Linked DNA regions of Mus musculus: regions 1, 2, 3 and 4 are each linked to region 5. Evidence: chromatin contacts called from public ChIA-PET, Hi-C and promoter capture Hi-C data. All regions are on one chromosome and are shown on one strand. The core of a region is the stretch at or near the end of the contact, and the rest is flanking DNA. Distances in the headings are between cores, read along the strand shown. Region 1 holds the start of Abhd8 (abhydrolase domain containing 8). Region 2 holds the start of Unc13a (unc-13 homolog A). Region 3 holds the start of Bst2 (bone marrow stromal cell antigen 2). Region 4 holds the start of Colgalt1 (collagen beta(1-O)galactosyltransferase 1). Region 5 holds the start of Zfp961 (zinc finger protein 961).

Evidence for each region. Promoter capture Hi-C pulls out the DNA fragments that hold promoters and counts their contacts. A called contact is a pair of places that touch in the nucleus more often than the background predicts. ChIA-PET counts read pairs in DNA pulled down with a chosen protein or histone mark. Capture Hi-C pulls out chosen DNA fragments and counts their contacts.
Region 1: a contact with region 5 is called in a promoter capture Hi-C map of erythroid cells, with 4 times the contacts expected there. The contact joins the promoter of Abhd8 here to the promoter of Zfp961 in region 5. A contact is called at or near these places in 1 of 39 promoter capture datasets (erythroid cells) and 2 of 115 datasets of contacts at active chromatin or transcription factors (astrocytes and embryonic stem cells).
Region 2: a promoter capture Hi-C map of adipose tissue shows a contact between it and region 5. The contact joins the promoter of Unc13a here to the promoter of Zfp961 in region 5. A contact is called at or near these places in 3 of 39 promoter capture datasets (the C10 cell line and cranial neural crest), 3 of 115 datasets of contacts at active chromatin or transcription factors (the 230-238 cell line, astrocytes and embryonic stem cells) and 3 of 9 other capture datasets (adipose tissue, liver and pancreatic islet).
Region 3: a Hi-C map of B cells shows a contact between it and region 5, with 5 read pairs. The contact joins the promoter of Bst2 here to the promoter of Zfp961 in region 5. A contact is called at or near these places in 2 of 39 promoter capture datasets (erythroid cells and stem cell-derived epiblast-like cells), 1 of 484 Hi-C or Micro-C datasets (B cells), 1 of 115 datasets of contacts at active chromatin or transcription factors (embryonic stem cells) and 1 of 9 other capture datasets (adipose tissue).
Region 4: a contact with region 5 is called in an RNA polymerase II ChIA-PET map of memory CD8 T cells, with 13 read pairs. The contact joins the promoter of Colgalt1 here to the promoter of Zfp961 in region 5. A contact is called at or near these places in 1 of 484 Hi-C or Micro-C datasets (B cells), 1 of 115 datasets of contacts at active chromatin or transcription factors (memory CD8 T cells) and 1 of 9 other capture datasets (adipose tissue).

Annotation. Positions count from the first base shown.
Region 1 is chr8:71,462,320-71,465,019 of GRCm38.p6, forward strand. Abhd8 (abhydrolase domain containing 8) reads right to left here and starts at 1,338. Exons shown (of 5, transcript NM_022419.3): 1 at 1,147-1,338. The coding sequence starts at 1,156. It overlaps Mrpl34 (mitochondrial ribosomal protein L34), which reads left to right and starts at 2,607. Exons shown (of 2, transcript NM_053162.2): 1 at 2,607-2,700. The coding sequence starts at 2,684.
Region 2 is chr8:71,670,450-71,673,238 of GRCm38.p6, forward strand. Unc13a (unc-13 homolog A) reads right to left here and starts at 1,308. Exons shown (of 44, transcript NM_001029873.2): 1 at 1,177-1,308. The coding sequence starts at 1,198.
Region 3 is chr8:71,536,050-71,538,749 of GRCm38.p6, forward strand. It overlaps Bst2 (bone marrow stromal cell antigen 2), which reads right to left and starts at 1,423. Exons shown (of 5, transcript NM_198095.3): 1 at 1,079-1,423; 2 at 310-385. The coding sequence starts at 1,378.
Region 4 is chr8:71,609,744-71,612,443 of GRCm38.p6, forward strand. It overlaps Colgalt1 (collagen beta(1-O)galactosyltransferase 1), which reads left to right and starts at 1,281. Exons shown (of 12, transcript NM_146211.3): 1 at 1,281-1,701; 2 at 2,341-2,451. The coding sequence starts at 1,457.
Region 5 is chr8:71,949,703-71,952,402 of GRCm38.p6, forward strand. Zfp961 (zinc finger protein 961) reads left to right here and starts at 1,364. Exons shown (of 4, transcript NM_001164581.1): 1 at 1,364-1,458. The coding sequence starts at 1,393.

The sequences.
Region 1 (2,700 bases), core at 88-2,587, 490 kb before region 5:
CCCAGGCTGGCTTGGAAATCCTCATGCTGCCCAGACTGACCTTGCTCTGCCTTCCACCTCCGGAGTTGTAGCAGGTTGAGCATACAGGTGTTCCTAAGACCAAAGGGAACCTCGAACTCCCACAGTCCTCCTGCCTCTACCTTCCCAAGTGTTGGGGTGACAGATGTGCATCAACATGATGCCATTGGTTTGTTTTTGAAACAAGGTCTCATTCTGTCGTCCTGGGCTGTACACTGGTCTCAAACTCCTTGCAATCCTCCTGCCTCCACCTCTGCCAGTACTAGAATGACTAGTGTGAACCCCGATCACTGCCAACCTTTTACACGGGGTTTCATTCTGTAGTCCATGCTGGCCTCAACCTTGTGCCCAAGCTCCTGGGTGGTGAGATGACAGCCCATAAAGCCTGGCTCTTATTCTAAAATGTCAAAGTTCTTAGCTCAGGCCTCTAGTGTTAATCTGACTAGTGACGAATGAGGCGGGGGAAGGATGTTGGCCACTAGAACTCGGGTTGTATCCGGCTCCAGGTTCAGAAGAGAGCTAGAGCTGACTTGCACAGTATCGAGAACTGATGGAGGTTGCTGCCCTCAGCATCCTGTGTTCAAAGGGTACACAACCCTAGTGGCAGCCAGGAAGATAAAGGCAGAACCTGACTGGGGGCTCTGGGCCTCCATCCGGTTCCCTTGGCCACCCCCCCCGGTGTCCATGACAACCACAGGCGGTTACATAACTCCAGGGGATACCGGAGCAGCACACCCCCATTGTCTGAGGCATAGGGATGGGGCCAGCTTCGTTTTTCCATCACGGCCTGGGCGCCGCTGGAGTGATGGTCATTAAATACCCCGCTCGTGATAGCCCCGGATGCACTTGAGGGGAAAGCAGGCCTTGCTCCTCATTTCTAAGGCTGTGGAACCCCGACTGTGGCGGCTTCTCTAAAGCGCAGCGCCAGTCCTGTTTCCCAGCCCGACCCGCTTTTCCCTGGAGTTCGTCACCCCCGCGGTGGGGTCAAGGCTACCGGGGTTCCGCAGCATCCTAGCAGTACGAATGCGGAGCTTGGCGGTTATCCACCCCCGGCAGCGACACCCCCCACCCCTCAGTGGAGGCCTGGCAGCCTGGTGACTCCTCTCTCGGGGAACAGAGCCAGCTCACCTGAGGTCATCGAGGGGCCCGGGGCCCGAGGCAGGACGCAGGGGTCCCGGGCGGAGAAGCCAGCGTCCACCTGCAGGTGCCGCTTACATGGTGGTGCGGGGTTGGCCGCATTAGCGCGGACAGGCGCGGGCCCGGACGGTCAACGCAGGGGCATCCCGCAGCCGCGTAGCAAACCGGCCCTGTAAGTCCCACCCAGCGTGGGCGGGGCCTGGAGCAGATGGGCAGGCATCTCGGCCTATGGCAGCGGCGAGCCGTCTGGCCTAGATAACCGTCCAACCAGAGGCTTCTCTTCCCAGGATCAGCGCGCGGTCTGCAAGCAGCAGCCCCACCCCTGTGAAGAGTTTGGGGGGAATGAGGGAGGGATGGGCTAGAGCCTGGACCGAGAAGGGCTTGCAGTCGAGGGACAGCGAGTAGCTTGGGGGTGTGGTGGATGTGCTCTGTCTGGGACAGGGTCTCCTCAGCCAGCTTCTGCCTCCCGCAAGGCGGTATGCCCTCTGTCTCTTGACCTTCTCGTTCTGCACACTTCCAAATCTCTACACTTTCAGGTCGGGAAACAGACAAAACATCAAGGCAGGCATTTGAACCAGAGGCTGTGTCAGAAGTGTCAGAGCTGCTGCAGAACTAGCGAATGGGAATTGCATCCTAGTGATGGGGTCTCTGCTACACCAAGACTGAGCCCCAGGCTAACCTTCCCACCCTGGCGCGCTGTTCGCTCATGGGCTCAAGGTGCAGCCCAAACACTTGTCGCCATCCCTTCTACACACCTTCTACATACAATAAGTACTCAACACATCGCCTCAATTATTTGTAGGCACAACTAGCCATTTTACCATTTAGTTCATGGTAAGGACCATGAACTTCAGAAATGCTGGTGTGTACGGCTTCCTGTGGCTGCTGGCACGGCTGTCTGGACATCTTCTTTAAACAGTGGAGAGCTATGGAAGGTGTGTGAACAGGAGTCCAGATCTGAGCTGCGGGAAGAAAATTCCCCCAGGCCAGCCTGAAGGATTAAACTAACCAGAGCAAATTCACAACGCACGAGTTTTCGAGATTATGAAGAGCTGGAACTCAAGGACATCCGGGCCGCGCGCCAAGAGAAGTCTTGGCTGCGGGCGCCAAGAAGCTGCCAGCCCGCTGCGTGCCAGCTGCCCGTCTTCAATGAGGGCGGGTGAAAAGGCCAGCAGCCAGTTCTCCAGACTGCTGCCAGAGTCGTCACCACCACTCTGGGGCGCCCTCTACCAGTGGCCGAGGCGAAGAACTACAACTCCCAGAAGGCCAGGGGGACAGAATGTCATACGCACACGCAGGAGTTTACATTCGTTCGCCCTCTCCTGGTCATTTTGGAGAACTACATGCCACTGAGGACAGACATCCCCCAACCCCCACCCCACTATCGTCACCTGCAGGTGTGGAACTACAGCTCCCGGAAGGCCCCGCGGCAACAAGAACTACATTTCCCAGAAGGCATTGTCAAGGAGCCCAGAGTGTAGGAACTGGCATTGACCCGGACGACCGGACCATTGACCCGCCGCTGGATATGGCTTTCCTAGCCCG
Region 2 (2,789 bases), core at 58-2,557, 280 kb before region 5:
TCCTGGGCCTGGCTTTCTGGAAGCCTCCTTTCTTAGGCTGCACGCCCTCCACCCCCACAGCTGAGCCTCCGGTTTGCGTCAGAGTTGGGGTGACGCGCCCCCCCCCCCCCGCCCCAGGAGGCAGGATGGGAGGACACGGGATTCAGGGAGCTCCCGAGGTGAGGATCCCCTTCACGTTCAGCTCCGCTTACTTCCCAGGTCTGGAAGCCGCGGATACCCAGTAATCCTGGGCAGTCGGAACCTTCGAGGCACAGGGTCAGAGAAAAGAGTTCCTGCTCCTTTAAGAACACCCGCGTCCAACAGACTAGAGCGATGCACCGCGGGGCGCGGGCGGGCTGGGCCGGGTTTGTGAATGGAGCAGCGAGCGGAGGGGGAGGGGGGGACAGGGAGGGGGAGGGGCAGAGGGGCGGGGCCATCTAGGGCTACACAGCCGCGGAGCTCAAATCCGCACACCGCCGCCCAGGTCTCCCGCCGCCTGGGTTCTGAGGGGATGGAGACTCGCCCTCTTCCTTACACAGCTTCCTGGAGGTGGGAAGGGGAAAGGGAGTAGGGGGTTCACCCCCCACCCTCCAAACCTAGAGCTCACAACGGTATCGGCACGCATCGCTACATGGCCAGTCGGTCGCCCAAGGTCTCCCGCTGTAGAGTTACCTGGCAGCCGTGCCTAGCCCCACCCGGAACTTCGAGGGGTGCAGGGGTCACACCTCTCCCGTTATTCCCTCCCTACTCTCCAAATGCGGAGCGTGGGCCTGGGCGTGGGCCTCGGTGCAGATGGCGTTTTGGCCCCAAAATAGCTGCTCCCCCACATCTCCTTCCCTTCCTCCAGCCCTAGGGGTGAGGCGAAGAGGGAGCCACGAGCTTCCGCGGAGCCTGCTGCACTGTTTAGGGCATACTGGGGATCGGAGAGGTTGCTCCTACGCTCAGTCCGGGCCCATTACCCCTAAACGCCCCACCCTCGCGCGCACGGTCCGCCGTCTCCTCAGCCCCAACCAGGGCCTATAAACCGTCTACACAGGCGCCCCGAGTCCCTCATCCACTCGTGTGAGTGACAGGAAGAGCACCTAGGGCTGATCCAAGTGCGCCCTGAAGCGCGCACCGGGGGTCCCCCTGCTGTGCAGCCCGACTCGGCTCATCCACGCACACCCCGCACTTTTCCCGCGTCCACGCAGAACCTACCTCCCACGCACAGCAGAGACATGACTCCAGGCGGCTAGAGCGCGGCGGGTGCAGCGCGGGGCTCAGGGCTTATGCCGGGGCCCGGCCGCCGGCCATGTCGCTTCAGCACCGGGGGCGCGGACAGCGCCTGACGCGCTCTGACGCTGCGGCGTGGGCGGAGCCGGAGACGCGTGACGGGGCGGGGCCGGGCAGACGCCTTAAAGGGCTCGTAAACTGCGGGGAGTCCAGGCCAGGTCGTATCTGTTTCAAAGCCCTTTGCTTTCTGGCTCAGCCTCGATGAGTATTTCTGTCCGTGCTCCACCTACCTAGGTCTCCACGTTTCTATTTCCTCTCTGAGCCACCTAACCTGTGCTCTTGTTTTACATTCTCCTGGGTAACAGAACTGCTATTTGCTGTCAATTCCCCATCTTCAGTGCCGCAGGAAGCTGTTTGTTTATTGGTTTTTTTGTTTGTTTTTTAATCCGGGTACTGACACTTGCGAGACATGTGCCTTACCTTCCCCGTATGAGGCATATACTCTACCACAGGCACATATCTCTGCCCATTTTATAACTTTACTTCTTGCGGGCCATGGACGTAATAGATCTCTGCGAGTCTGTGGCCATCCTAGTCTGCATAGTGAGATTCTATCTCTAAAAACCAAAACAAACAAAAAACACACGTTTATTGGGTCTGGAGAGCTGCCCAGAGGTTAAGAGCACCAGCTGGTCTTCCAGAGACCCCAGCCTTCTGTTCCTCGCACCCACATGGTAGCTCCCAACCATCCACAGACATGCACAGAAAGCAAAATAAATCTAAAATTTTTTTTATACATTACATTGTTTATGTGTGTAGAAATGAGGCACACACATATCACAGCGCCCATGGAGATCAGAAGGCAACTTTCCAGACTTGATTCTCTTTCCACTATGTGGGTTCCAGGAATAGAATTCATGGCTTCAGGCTTGGCAGGAGGAGCTCACTGGGATATTGTGCAGAGCTTCTTGATTTTTTTCCATGTGTGGAATGTGTGTGTGTGTGTGTGTGTAAGACAGAGTTTGCATGTGCCTGTGTGTGCATGTGAGTATGTTTGTGTGTGTCCATGTGTCTGTGTGTGTGAGTGTGTCTGTATGTGTCTATGTGAGTGTGTTTGTGCTTGTGTGTCTGTGTCTGTATAAGTGTGTGTGTATGAGTGTGTCTGTATGTGTTTATGTCTGAGTGTGTGTTTGTGTATCTGTGTGTCTGAGTGTATGTGTCTGTATCTGATAGTGTGTGTGTATGTGAGTGTGTCTGAGCACACACACCTGTGCATGTAAGCCCAGTGAACAACCCTGGATGCTGTTCCTCATGCACAGGTCACTTATTCATCATTGTAGCTGTTGGTAGCAGTGTCTTACTGGCCCTAAGCTCACAGCTTAGACTGGCAGCTCCTGGAGAAGGGCCTGGAGGTATGTATCAGCAGCTCCTCCTGTAGGCTTTGGAGACAGAATGGCGGCCACCCTGGCACCTCCACTTCCCTTAGGCACCTCAGGAGCATGGTAGCTACCCAGCCATCTTCACAGCCCTCTGCTGCTCTAATTAAAATTTATTTGCATTTATTTTACATTTGTGACTGTTCTGCTTGTATGTCTGTG
Region 3 (2,700 bases), core at 173-2,672, 410 kb before region 5:
AGAAGCACCAGTTTAGAGAACACTTGGGAAACCCAGCAGATCTGTGGCCTCCACCCTCCTGACAACGTTCTTCCTACCCACCCTCTGCTCTCTGCTGACATAAACCCCTACTTCCACTCCCCAAGCTTTATTCCTTCATCCCTGGCACTCTGTCTGTCTCTGGGAAGAAACCAAACTTCCAAGCAGTGGGCTCATGACCCTGCCACCCCTTCATGTGGGTCAGCACCTCTCCCCAAGTCCCAACCTGGAGGCCTAAGCTATTCCCTCCCAGCTCCACTGGACCTCCCCCTCCCCCTGCCCCCCTCTCACTCTCAAGCTCCTTGATGCGGGCCTGCTGCTCCAGGGCTTGAGACACCTTCTTCTCCAGGGACTCCTGAAGGGTCACCTGATCAGAAAAGCGGCACAAACATGGGTTGGCTGTTGTCCTGGCCCCTAGGAAACTTCCAGGCAAAGGCATCTGAGACCTTCTCAAGCAAAGCCCCTTTCAGGTTCCCCTCCAACACTCTCCGTATCCACCCAGTCCTACCAAGGTGTAATCTCCAAAACGGCAATTTTAAGTGCCCACATAGGAGTTTGAAAACTCTTCGTAGTTAACCCCTAGTAGAAAGTTCCAGATATTCTCCTACACAAACACACAGCAGAACCGGGCTTCCCAGACAAGGTCTCTCAGAGACATATTAAAAGTTTCAATAATTTGCTAGGTGTGGTGGCTCATGTTTTTAATACTAGCACTTGAAAGGCAGCATTTGAGGCCAGCCTGGTCTACAGAGTGACTTTTAGGACAGCCGGAGCAATTTAGGAGACCCTGTTTCAAAAAATTCAATCAGGGCTGAGTGATATCCCAGTGAAGCCAAATGCTGGTCCCTAAGTCAGGTTCGAGCTCTCCAACTCAAGCACTCTACACAAAGTTTGGAGAGTCACCAAAGGAAGGGAGGATACTGAGGCCCCTGATTGCAGAGCTGTAGGGAGTTCTAAGGTCTCCCAGGATTTCAGTCTTTAGTAGCTGGCCTTCGAGGTGGGGGTGGGGGACTTGCTTGGCTGTTTCAAAGCCACTGGAGGGGACGGATTCCAGGCTTACCACGGTCAGGTTGCAGGAGTTTGCCTGTGTCTCGGCCTGCAGCAGACTGTCCTGGGTGCGGGTGAGCTGGCGCTGCAACAGGTGCGTGGTGTTCCGGCACTCAGCCTGCGCTCGCAACCCGTCTCTACAGGCCACGCTGTTCGCTGTGACGGCGAAGTAGATTGTCAGGATGACTAAGGTAACCCCGAACAGGACCACCAAGATCGCGGCCCCCAGCCACTGCCGGTGGCTGCCCCATCCTTGCTTCCCCCCCATCTCATCCATGGGCACGGGCAGATAGTGATAGAAAGAGGGCGCCATGTGATCCGTCGATCCTAGAGGGCTCAGGAACCCTTTCCAGGCCACGCCCTTATTAGCATAACCCCGCCCCACCACTGCTTCTAGCAAATAGCAACTTCAGGAGTCCAACGCAATTCTAGAGCCGCCGGGTTGCAAACTGCTAGTGGAGAAACTGCAGCCTTTCAGTTTCATTTTCCTGGAATGCCCCTAGAAGCAAGAGAAACTTCTGGAATTCAACTCAAATTCTTGGCCTTCGCTGGCCAGTCACCTGGTGCCTGTGGGCTTGGGACTCGACTTAACAGTGGCTGTCCGCCGGGCGGTGGTGGCGCACGCCTTTAACCCCAGCACTTGGGAGGCAGAGACAGGCCGGTTGTCGGTTTGGTCTCCTAGAAGGGGAACTAAGACTTCAAGGTTCAGTTGTGGACTGAAGACCAAAGGCCAAGGTTTGAGGTCAGGGGTCTCCATTCACGAAAGGATCGTGGGAGCTATTGAGAATCTGTATATTGAGAATAGTGGCTACAGAGCAGCGGGCAGGAAACCAAGCCTGGCCAGGTAGCAAAGTGTGCCTCCCAGCTCTTGTCCTGGCATCAGGAGCAACCTGGCGGGGAAAACCTGCCTGCGGGAAAACCTCTGTGAACGGGGTAAAAAAGGAGTGTTTCAGTGAGCACCAGGCACTCAGAGAGGGCTTGGCCTGGCTTTGGGCAAAAGTGACATGAAGCATGACCTGGAGTTAGCATAGGGGTTGTCCTTGATTTCCTATCCTTCTGTCTCTGCCTCCCGAGTGCTGGGATGGCAGGTGTGCTCCACTACTCTGGAATCCTCCCTGGCTCCGCTGAATGTCCTGAATGGTACCCACCTCAAAACACTATGGAGTCTTTACTGAGGACACATAGGGCAGACCACATTCAGTCAAGGGGTTCTCTTCAGGACTGAAACTGTGTGGCCAAAGCACTAGTATATGGAGAGATTACGTTTTCTGTCCTTGTGAAGACCAGTTTGCATAGGAGGACTCGGTGTTGTGTTTTATAAAAAGAAAAAGAAGCCAGGGATATGTTTGATGGGGGTGTGGTATGGTGTGGGGGAAGAGGGTGCTTCTGCAGGCCCAGGCTGAGGCCCCCAGGGTACCAGTCACACAATGGGATGTAGAGTATAGAATAGAGTTTATTTAGGGCATGGGGAGGGGAGTTGAGGGCCTAGTAGAGACAGAGAAAGGCAGAGAGAGAGAGAGAGTAGAGGAGTAGAGGCTAGCCGGGAACAGGTAGAGAGAGAGGTGGGAGGGGAATGGGGAGAGAGGAGGAAGAGGGTAAAGGGAGCAAGATCTAGAAGAGGAGAAAAGAGAGGAA
Region 4 (2,700 bases), core at 31-2,530, 340 kb before region 5:
AGCGAGTGCAGCTCCCCAGTAAAACTACCCATCTTTAATATAATCGAATCTGGCATAAATTGGCTCATTTCACCAGTGGTGGAGAAATAACCTATCAGGAGATGTCTTGTGGACCCTAGGGTCCTCTAGAGGCTAGGGACCAGAGTAGGAAAATCTATGTGGATTTTACCAGTCTGCTGGCCTGGTGGTATATGCCTGTCCCAGAACACAGGAGAATGAAGCAGAAGTATAGCTGTGAATTTATAGAGTGAGCTTGCCGAGTAAGAACCTGTTTTAAAAACAAACCAGGAGAAATGGGCTAGTGGGATGGTTCTGTAGGTAAAGGTGCTCAGACCTGAGTGGTGTTCTATTTCCAACACCACACAGTGGTTGACAACTATCCGCAACTCCAGTTCTAGAGGAGTTGATGCCCTCTTTTAACCTCCTTGGAGAACAGGGACACACACACACACACACACACACACACGTTATACAGCCGTACATGTAGGCAAAACACTGAAACACAGAAAATGAAAACAACAGTAAGAGCAGGAAGGGGCGCACACAAGCCATTTTTTTTTTTAAGATTTATTTGTTATTATAACAATAGTACACTGTAGCTGTCTTCAGACACACCAGAAGAGGGAGTCAGATCTTGTTACGGATGGTTGTGAGCCACCATGTGGTTGCTGGGATTTGAACTCTGGACCTTCGGAAGAGCAGTCGGGTGCTCTTACCCGCTGAGCCATCTCACCAGCCCCACACAAGCCATTTTTAAGAAGGCCAGAGGGCAATACAATTTGGGGACTGAGGATTCTGGATCCTCAGACATGGTAGCAAGCGATTTTACCCACTGAGCCATTTCGCTGGCTTTTTTTTTTTTTAATGATTTTTCGAGACAGGCTTTCTCTGTGTAGCCCTGGCTGTCCTGGAACTCACTCTGTGGACCAGGCTGGCCATGACCTCAGAAATCCGCCTGCCTCTGCCTCCCAAGTGTTGGGATTAAAGGCGTGGGCCACCACTGCCCGGCTCGATGGCTTCTTAAATGGAGCAACGAACAAACAAAAATAACCATGTCGCAACCTTGGAAACTGAGATGACATGGTTCTAAATAGAAGAAGCTTCTGTAAAGAGCCACCGCGTGAGATTAGAGGGCTCCAAAACAGAACACTCTCAGGGCGTGGTCAAAGAACTGTCTGTGTCTTTAAAGCTCGAGCTAGGGGCGGGGCTTCCGGAACCTCCCCGCAAGTGACGTCTTGTGACCGGGTTATTGCGGTCGGCGGAAAGCAGTGGAAGCTTTTAAAGGCGTAGCCTTGTCATGCCTCTCTCCAGGACTCACAGTATGACCCGCGGGCCACTTCCCTTTAAGGAGCGTGTCAGGGGTGGGACCTGGATGTGTCCTTCCCGCCGCCGACTCCTTTAAGGCGCGGCCCTCGTCCCCCGGCAGAAAAGCTGCTTAAAGGCGACGCGTGGCGCGATGGCGGCGTTGCCACGCGGGTCACGCGGGCTGCCGCTGCTGCCACTGCTCCTACTGCTGCCGCCGCTGGGCGGCCCGCGCGGCGCGGACGGCTACTTTCCAGAGGAGCGCTGGAGCCCCGAGTCCCCGCTACAGGCGCCGCGCGTGCTCATCGCGCTGCTGGCGCGGAACGCGGCACCCGCGCTGCCCGCCACGCTGGGCGCCCTGGAGCAGCTGCGCCACCCACGGGAGCGCACGGCGCTGTGGTGAGCTGCGGGCCCTTGCGCGGTGCACCGGGACTAGGCGGGACTCAAGTCTCTACCGGAGGGAGGTTGCTATGCACTTGGGCTCGGCTGTGCGCTGCGGAGACTCGGTCCTCTTTCTGAGGACCTGAGTTATGTACCCCAGGGATTACGCACTTGAGGGGGCTCGGCTCTATATCCATAGTGCCCGGGCTCGTCCCCACTGCGGCTTGGGACCCCAAGCTGCTGCCTCCTCCCCTCAGGTACTTAGGAATCTGTTCTGATTTGCTGCCAGCCCTCACAGCGAGCTACCATCCTAGAACCTCTGACTCCTTAGAATGGGCCAGGCTGGTGCTTCCAGACCCTTATAGCGAACTCCGGGACTTCCAGATAAGATTCCTGAGGCTCGGGCCAGCATTCCACGCTAACAAAGTTAATGAACTTATCTTTGTGACAGGGTCTCACACCAATGTGCTTTCCAAACCAGCAGGTTCTGTTCAGTTGTGTACTAGTGAGCTGGGTGTCATCTTTACTCCCCTGTCACCGATGGATGGGCAACAGGCTTGGAGTGTAGCGAGTTTTATCCAGGGTGTTATAGCTGATGGGTCTGAGCCAGGTTGGGAAACCCCCAGTGCCATCATCTTGTCCTGTCTGTGCTCACAGGGTGGCCACAGATCACAACACTGACAACACTTCAGCCATACTTCGAGAGTGGCTGGTGGCAGTGAAGGGTTTATACCACTCTGTGGAGTGGCGACCGGCAGAGGAACCCAGGTGAGCCTCAAATCCCCGACTGGAGTACTGAAGCTTGGGAAGGTAGGATCTAGAATGCTCCAGTTCTATCGTCAGCTTCCCCACCAGGTCCCTATCCTCTCAGCAGACCTTTGTCCCGTTGTCCTTCACTCCATTGTGCAACTTTGGACACAGCTGCCACACCTTTGTGGCTGAATTCCTTTGTGTCTGGTGGCTACCTACTGCTGTGTCTAGGGTCTTGCCAGCATCCACTCTCCTGTTTAACTTCCT
Region 5 (2,700 bases), core at 114-2,613:
AAGACTCAGAGAGGACCAAGAGAAGACCAACCGATAAGTAGGTCATTATCACACTTGATCGCCTGAGGAGACTCAGTACCTGAAACTAAAGCCAGGGGTGAAGCTCAGGAAGGAGGTCTCATCTGCAGGACAGGGTTGGGGGAAAGGGCCAAGCATAGCTTTAAAGACTGTGCCTGGTGGTATCTCTGCAGTCTCTACTCCTCAGGGAGACTGCTGCCCTTCAGATGTTCTTAGAACAAGCCCCAGACCTTAGGAGCATGGAGACCACTGACTCCATGATGGAGTTGACATTTGGTCTGTAAAACTCAGCACATAGACAGCACCACCTGCCAATCAAAGCCTATAGTTCTGGGAAAGTCTCTAAATGTACAAACCTTGGTTTTTTGGCTTCTATAGTTTTGCTTCTGGCTCACTGATCTTGCTAACTGAAGCATGTTGACCTGGAATATGGTTTTTGTGTTTAAGAGCTCACCCTGAGAAAGGCCCTCAGTACTACAATAGGATCCTTAACATCCAGTGTAGTTGCCAACCAGTTAATAAAGACATTCTATTGGCTTAAACCATGTCCAAGCAATCTTCTCTGGCTAATATCCCACAACATTCTGATTAAAGAGCAATTCTGCTTCTGTAGTTGCCTATCTACTTTCTAATTATTTCCAAGTCACCTCTACCAGTCCCAATTGAACAGGGAACCTTATCAGTAATGCTACACAAAAGGAACACAGGATATCTGAAATACATCACAGACCAAGCACATAGTGGCCTTAGAAATGATATCCACAGCCCTGGGTTGTGGGGGTGGGGTGGGGTTACAGAAGGGGTTGGGGGTGAGGGACTTACTCGCTTCTCTGGACACAACCCGGACCTTGTCAAGTCTGACCCTGGCCTTGTCCTTTCATCTGGCCTTAGATTAAGAAAGCTTTACATTGGCTAGCCCCACAACAACTTTTATAGTAGCCGGCCTTGAACTCCAAATCCTCTTCCCTCCATCTCCCCAGTGCTGGGATGGCAGGTTGTGTGTGTCATCACACCCAATTTTCCGCGAATAAATCTGGCTTTTCTTGTGTCCTTTTTGGAAACAAGGTCTCCTGCAGCCCAGGTTAACCTCTCACTAAACAGTCTAGGATTAGCCCGCAACTCTAACTCACTCGTTCACCTTCAGCCAGGCGCACAAGCCCAGTCAGACCTGAGCCTGCTGTGGGGTGCCTCTGCGAACCCCAGACCTGAACATCAGTTTCCGGACTATGTTGAAGGCGATAGGTCGCTGGTCCTGTCTATCAGGGACTCTAAAGCCAATCGGAATCGCTCATAGCAGAGCCGTCCAATCAGCAGCGGGAAGCCTCTCGGAGGCCGGGCGCCGCCATTTTCGGCGCTGTCCTTGGCGGCTTAGCAATGCGCAAGGTACGCGGCAGTGACACCCGCCACAGCGCAGCTCAGGCAAGACGAGAGTGCACCATGGTGAGTGCATCTCAGAGACGCGGGTGGGAGCGGAGGGCAGAGGAGTGGCGGGCTCTGCGCAGTCGGAAGCTCGGGACTTGCCGAGAGTTTGCAAACCGACTCTGGTGCCCTTTTCCAGAGCCCGCAGCCGAACCGCAATGTAAAAGGGGATCATGTATGCTTGTGTTCAGGGGTAAAATGGAAAGGACTATGTAGGGTCCCCACGGAGTTAATTTGCTCTTTGGGCTGGTTTTGTGGGGTGTTTTTTTTTTTTGTTTGTTTGTTTTGTTTTTTCGAGACAGGGTTTCTCTGTGTAGCCCTGGCTGTCCTGGAACTCACTTTGTAGACCAGGCTGGCCTCGAACTCAGAAATCCGCCTGCCTCTGCCTCCCAAGTGCTGGGATTAAAGGCGTGCGCCACCACGCCCGGCTTGTGTTCTTTTTGATGTTTTAAATTTACACTTATTTATCGAGGTGCCCATGGGGCAGTAATCTGAGTCTGGTCTCTCCTTCCACCTTGTGGAACCTGGAGAACGCCAGTCTAAGGCTTGGCAGCAAGCGCCTTTTCAGCTGAACCATCCCACTAGCCCCTTCTTTCTTTTTCCTTTACTACTTTTTATAAAATTGCATTTCCTATGTGAATATTCCCAACCCTGTATAGCCACCAGCAGCCGCGGAGAACTGGGTTCCTGAAAAGAAAGCTGGGGCTGGATGCGAAGGACAGACGAGAGAGGAATGAAACAAAGACAGAGTTTCTGAGCAAGGCCCAGTGTTTAATTCTTGAGTCTGGTTTTTAAAGGGAGGAAACCCATCCCCCACTTTGCCAGGATCTCATCAGGAAAACAGGCTCAGCTGGTAGTGGCTTCTTGCAGGAAGCTGCAGCTGCAGCTTCACCTAGGTCAGAAGACCCTACCCCAGTTGGGCTAGCCAGCAGTGGCAAACAAGGTCTGCTTTAGCCTGCTCAAGGCTGGGGGAAGGGCACAAACCTGGTGGGACCATGTGTTTCTAGGATTCGAGAAAAGCAACATATATATGAGCTTTTGTCCCCCAACAACAACAAAAAAAAATCACATCTTCTTGGAAAAATTTACCTTCAGTTACTGTAGGTTTCTCCTTTTCCTGGTACACCACAAACAGAAGAGGTGGGGGTAAGAGGCCCACTGTAACCCCCAACTGACCAGTACTACTTCATAACTTGTGTCTGGACCCTGTAACAGCTGTCTTGCTTGTGGACAGAAACAAGGACCCAGTCCCACAACAGAAGT